Regions from separate parts of the Pan troglodytes genome. Here region 1 is linked to region 2. A link is a contact called in public Hi-C data. All regions are on one chromosome and are shown on one strand. Each heading gives the region's core, a stretch centred on a gene start, on an enhancer-like site or on the middle of the called end of the contact. The rest is flanking DNA. Distances are from core to core; before and after follow the strand shown.

Evidence for each region. Hi-C and Micro-C count contacts between places; a contact is called where the count stands out from the background.
Region 1: a Hi-C map of stem cell-derived neural progenitor cells shows a contact between it and region 2, with 5 times the contacts expected there. The contact joins the promoter of B3GALNT2 here to the enhancer-like site in region 2. A contact is called at or near these places in 1 of 7 Hi-C or Micro-C datasets (stem cell-derived neural progenitor cells) and 1 of 1 datasets of contacts at active chromatin or transcription factors (stem cell-derived excitatory neurons).

Annotation. Positions count from the first base shown.
Region 1 is chr1:13,659,414-13,662,528 of NHGRI_mPanTro3-v2.0_pri, forward strand. B3GALNT2 (beta-1,3-N-acetylgalactosaminyltransferase 2) reads left to right here and starts at 1,546. Exons shown (of 13, transcript XM_054660491.2): 1 at 1,546-1,887. The coding sequence starts at 1,776.
Region 2 is chr1:13,193,767-13,196,771 of NHGRI_mPanTro3-v2.0_pri, forward strand. No RefSeq gene overlaps it. Among named protein-coding and RNA genes, the nearest start is that of LYST, 88 kb to the right of the region's middle. Within about 2 kb of position 1,700, at least 13 of the 24 cell types and tissues checked have an H3K27ac peak or open chromatin away from gene starts, as enhancers often do. A contact at or near this core is called in stem cell-derived neural progenitor cells, where this site is marked.

The DNA.
Region 1 (3,115 bases), core at 296-2,795, 470 kb after region 2:
GGGTTCAAGCGATCCTCCTGCCTCAGCCTCCTGAGTAGCTGGGACTGCAGGTGCCCACCACTACGCCCGACTAATTTTTGTATTTTTAGTAGAGACAGGGTTTCACCATGTTACCCAGGCTAGTCTCGAACTCCTGCCCTCAAGTGATCCGCCCACCTCGGCTTCCCAAAGTGCTGGGATTACACGCGTGAGCCACCGCGAGCCAAAGTACTTTTTTCCCTTAAGCCTGTTTGAGTTGGGTCTTCTGTCATCCAAGACTTTTTTTCAATAATACAGTCACCTTCTGTTTCCACACTTGTGGAAACTTAAAAAAAAAAAAAAAAAAAAAAAAAACCGCGGCCGAGCGCGGTGGCTCACGCCTGTAATCCAAGCATTTTGGGAGGCCGAGGCGGGCGGATCACCTGAGGTCAGGAGCTGGAGACCAGCCTGGCCAACATGGCGAAACCTCGTCTCTACAAAAAAAATACAAAAATTAGCTGGGCGCAGTGGCGGGCGCCTGTAATCCCAGCCACTCAGGAGGCTGAGGCAGGAGAATCGCTTGAACCCAGGAGGCGGAGGTTGCAGCGAGCCGAGATCGCGCCATTGCACTACAGCTTGGGTGACAGAGTGAGACTCCGTCTCAAAAACAAAAGCAGAAACAAAAACCGCCCCCATAGCCCAGCCGCTCGTTCTCATCCTTCTCTCCCATCCTCACCCCAGTGCCTTCACCGCCCCGTCCCCGCTTTCCGGCTGCCTCGGCGCGGGCCTGGTGGGCCAGGAGGGCTCCCACCCGGGGCAAAGCCGCAAGACGCGGGGCCGGCGTTCTGCCTGGAAGGCGCGCTGCGGCCACCCTTCCCCAGGTCCCCGGAGCCCACGTTCTCCCAGCTCGCCCGGCTCCCGTTTCGCTCCCAGCTCCAGTATGAACCCGGAGCACGTGCAGTTCTACCCTGATTGGCTCGTCATCATCGTGCTCCACAGCCTAGTCCCCAGCTCGCTGTCTGTCACCCTGCGTTCCCAGAGCACAGAACCGGGCAAAGAGCCGGGAACCCACGGCACCAGAGCTAATCCCTGATGAGTCACCGCTCCAGGCGCGGACACTCGGGCTTCCTCGCCCCACTCTACGGGCCAAGGAGATGTCAGCAGGATCCCACCTCCCACAGCAGTCGAGCAAGAGAGCACGCGGAACAAAGGAGCTCTGCGTGATTTCACACAAGAGCCACTCGGATTTCCTTCAAATCTGAGGCAAAGCGCATTTCCCTTCGCGGCTCCGGGCAGCCTCCGAGCACCGGGTCTCCGGCACTACCTCCCCTGGGCCGTGGGGTGGCAGCAAACGTCAAGGGGGATGCGCATGCTCTGTGTGGGGCCTCGCGCTTCGTCCCCGCGGCCGCCGAGTGACGGAAGTGCGTGCTTAGGCTCATGGGAAATGTGGTTTCTAAACCGCGGGCGCCCCCTGCCTGGGCCCAGAGCGGGACTTCAGCTCCCGGCCGGCTGGCGGACGCGTGTGGAAACGCGGGAGGAGAGGGCGGGGCGAGTGGGAGAAAAGGTGGGCGGAGCCGGTGGGAAGGCGAGGCGGAGGGGGCGGGGCTTCGGCCGGCTAAGCCGCGGCCACCCGCGGTCTGAGGGACCGGAGGAGCGGGGCCGGGAGCTGCGAGGAGCCCCCCCAGACGTCGCCGAGCGCGAGGGTGGGCGTGCTCGGAGGGTCGCTCGTCAGCCGCCGCCCCTCAGTCTCCGCACTTGCAGGTCCCCTCCCTCTCCGCCGGGACGCGGTAGAGCCCGGCTCGCGGCGGGGGCGGCCAATGCGAAACTGGCTGGTGCTGCTGTGCCCGTGTGTGCTCGGGGCCGCGCTGCACCTCTGGCTGCGGCTGCGCTCCCCGCCGCCCGCCCGCGCCTCCGGGGCCGGCCCTGCAGGTGAGGTCCTGGGGCCGGGCGGGTTGGCGGCCGCCGTGGGGGTGGGAGGCCCGGCTTGGTGCCGCGGGGCTTCGCCGGGAATTGTTGGAGGCGGGGGAAGGGCCAAACGCGACGGTCCCCAGACGAAACAAACGGCTCTTTTCATCCTTGGAGCGTTAACATCGGGCAAACTTGAGGGAGCTTTTCTCTTTTCGTGTCCCCGCCGCTTCTCACTTCCCCGTTTCCCTTAACGGCCGCAGAGCCGGCGCCCGCAGCTGCAAGTCCTTCGCCCGTCCCCAGGCCTGGTTAGTGATGTCCGACGCCGCCGGTTCGCCCGGGAGCGGAACCTCGTGTGCCCTTCAGCCGCCAGCGCTTTCTGCTTTGGGAGCTCTGGCTCTGAAGTTGTTTTCTTCCCCTCCAAGTTGTTGGTCTTTCTCGGTCAAGACTGGGGTTTTAGTGCCGTGGATAATGTGTGTGCGTGTTTTCAAAGGTGGCTCGGTTTTGCTTTTAAGGAATAACTTTGCTGTAACAATATACTGTAGTTCGTATTCTTGGATTATGATGTAAGTCGGTTAAACAAATCTAGACATGAAATAGGGCATGGCCGAGAGTGGAGTTGTTCCTGAGTTTGGATCGCATAACCTGCTAATGCAGTTTACATGGAAATATCAAATTCTTTAACGATCATGTCCATTTGCTCTAAAACTTAATCTCTCGTAGGAATGAAACCTTTGTTCTTGTTTCGCGTCACAGCCTAATAGAATGCTTTACTCACGGTGCCCAGCCGATTGTTTTGTTAGTGGGTTCCACCACCCTGAACACTACTTTAGCTTTCCCTGTATCTCTTGTCTTCTTCTTTAATGGCTTGCCCTAGAACATGAAAGAAACCTAGAAAGCTCTTTTAAATATTATGTAATACTTAATTTTGTAACTATACTGGGACTTTTTTTCCTTACCATCTCTCCCCAAAACAGCTGTTTTCTAATCCAAAAGTTCTTAAAATTAGAATTGAGTGTTTGCAGTTCAGCACTCTATGCCTTATAAGTAGAAAGTATTCGGCAATCCTCAAAACAGTCTCAGTTATATGAAATTATGTTGAGGTTATTTTGGTAACAGTCTCTTTTCCTATTAGATCACTAGCTCTTTGAAAAGGATTTGTGTGACCTGAATAGAATTAAACACTATTTAAGTGATTTAATGAAAGTACAGTGTTGCTATGCACTTAACCAGTTAATGGGGTCAGGGTTTT
Region 2 (3,005 bases), core at 450-2,949:
ACAGATGCTTCTGTGTTACTGTCCATTGCAATATCATTCACTGTAGCCAAAAGATGGAAACAACCCAAGTGTCCATCAACAGATGAATGGATAAACAAAATACGTTATGTACATAAAATGGAATATCACTGAGCCTAACAAATGAAATCCTGATACATGCTACAACACAGATGAACCGTCAGGACATTATGCTGTGGGAAATAAGCCAGACACAAACTATCAAGCAATATATGCGCTTCCATTTATATGAGGTATCTAGAATGGACCAATTCATGGAGACTGAAAGTAGATCAAAGGTTACCGGGGGCTGTGGGGAGGTGGAATGGAGAGTTATTGCTCAATGGCTACAGAATTCTTACCTGGGAAAATGAAAAGTATTGGAAATAGTGGTGATGGTTGCACAATATTGCGAATGTAATAAATGTCAGTGACTTGTACACTTAAGAATTATTAATGGCTGGGCACGGTGGCTCACGCCTGTAATCCCAGCACTTTGGGAGGCCAAGACGGGCGGATCACAAGGTCAGGAGATCAAGACCATCTTCGCCAACATGGTGAAACCTGGTCTCTACTAAAATGTAAAAAATTAGCCGGGTGTGGTGGTGCGCACCTGTAGTCCCAGCTACTCAGGAGGCTGAGGTAGAGGAATCGCTTGAACCCGGGAGGCGGAGGTTGCAGTGAGCTGAGATCGTGCCATTGCACTCCAGCCTGGCAACAGAGCAAGATTCTGTCTCAAAAAAAAAAAAAATTATTAACATGGCAAATTTCATGATATATACATATTTTACAATTTTTAAAATTAATAATGTAATATACCCAAAACCATTGCAGATATACTTTGGGTGAATTACATAGCATGTGAATTATATCTCAATAAAGCTGTCTTGGGTGGGCACAGTGGCTCACATCTGTAATCTCAGCACTTTAGGAGGCTGAGGCAGGAGGACAACTTGAGGCCAGTAATTTGAGACCAGCCTGGGCAACATAGTGAGACCCCCATCTCTACAAAATCTTTTAAAAATTAGCCGGGTGTGGTGGCAAGTGCCTGTAGTCCTAGCTACTCAGGAGGCTGAGGCAGGAGGATTGCTTGAGCCCGGGAGTTTGAGGTTACAGTGAGCTATGATCATGCCGCTGCACTCCAGCCTGGGCCACAGAGCAAGACCCTGTCAAATAAATAAATAAGCTGTTTTTTAAAAATCACTGTAATTAAAAACAAAAACTCCTGGATACCTAAGGTTGGCAAAATGCTGATCGTTGTTGTGGCTGGCTGAATTCTAAAGGTTTCAAGATTCTAATTTTGTACTGCTCTGAAGGGACTTTGCAGATGGAATTTAGATGACTAAGTAGCTGACGTTAAAACAGGCAAATTATCCTGGGTTATCCAGGCAGGCCCTTAAAAACAGGAGGGAGGCAGAAGAGTCAGAGAGATAAGGCAGAAACAGAAAGCGGGAGAGGAGAGGGTGAAGGGGGAGAGGGACTATTTACACTTCCCTTTAGGTTATAGGCACAGAGAAACCTTTAGGCTGAACTTAAAATATGTGAGTAGCTTTAGGCTAAACTTGATTTAACAGGGAAAAACAGGACTTTGCAAAAATTCTTTTAGGGAGTGTACTATCGAGCACATTTGAAGACCACAGGTCTGGAAAGCGGGGAAGACGGGACCCAGAGTCCCCCGCAGCAGCGTCACGGCCCAGCTCTGGTTCTCAAGTTGGGCTGCTGTTTTTCCCTTTTTTCTCTTCCGCCAGGATGCCAGGCGCTGCTGAAAGCTGCAGCCGAAAGGATTTAGAATTCCTTACAACGGAGAAAGGGTCTTTGCTCAGACAACATGGACTTAAGAGACGGAAGGGCCAAAAAGGCTTGAAAACAGGCTCGAAGAGCGGCTTCCTGGTAGCTAGAAGCTTAAGTGGGGACAGATGAGCTTAAGTGGCAAGCCTGCGTGTGTGCTCTCCAGCCCCCGTGATTCAGTTTAAATCTGGGCGGGTCTCCTCAAAGACAGTTCCAGAAGGGGCCACGTGAGGGCAGTAAGAGCCTCTCAATGCCTGTTTTCGGGGGAAGAGAGAAGTGAGGGCGGAGCGCGGGGAGCGTCCCAGGCCTGGCTACCCGGATAACTTCCCCAAAAGAAGCTATGCTCGGACCTTCCCCTCGTCCCACTCAAGAGCTTTCTTCATATGGGTGAGTTGCCCAACTGCTAGCAAAAGAACTTCCCAATTATGGTCAAGCCTCTTCATCTAAACTCAGATTTCCACCAAATAGCCCAGCCCTTTTCCTCCCCAAGTCATCTCCTTACTCAAACATTTGCAGACATTCATCACACGAGATCCCCAGCCGTGGGCTCAGCATCTTACACCGAGGTACGAAAACACAGAAGTATTCCTGAGTGTATTCTGTGTATGCAAAAGTGCATACGTCTCTTTGTGGACCAGGTTCTGAGTGAATCTAAGTGGAAAACACGGAATAGCAGGCTAATTCCAGAAAATGCAGGGCTTTTGCAAATAAGTGGGCGTCTAGTCGCTAAGCAGGTAGTAATAACAGGTGGTGCTAAATGATTGCTTCAAACCACTTTGTTAAGGGGATCAGAGAAGGGAGAAGGCTCAGGAGAGAGAGTGCAGAAAGAAGCTTTTATTAGCTGGATGGAAATGGGAAAACTAACTCAGGATAACCTTATGTAGTAGAATTTATTGTGCCCATTGAGTAAGTCAGGAAACTGAGGGTTAAGGAGGTGAAGTAACTTGGCAAAGGTCACGCCGTCAGAGCAGAGTCCAGCTCCAGATTTGGTTTACTCTAAATACCCTTCCTCACCCCCCTTTTTAAGAAATACCTTAAATAAAAATTTATTTTTACTTTATCTTACATTATTATTTATTTGTATTCAGCACATTTTCATTTAGAAAGTTGGAAAATAAAGGCACAAGAAAAACAAATAACAGTAATTTCATTACTCAATAATGGCCTCATCACTACAATCTTGTCCAGAAATGTTGTAAACACACACACACACACGCACA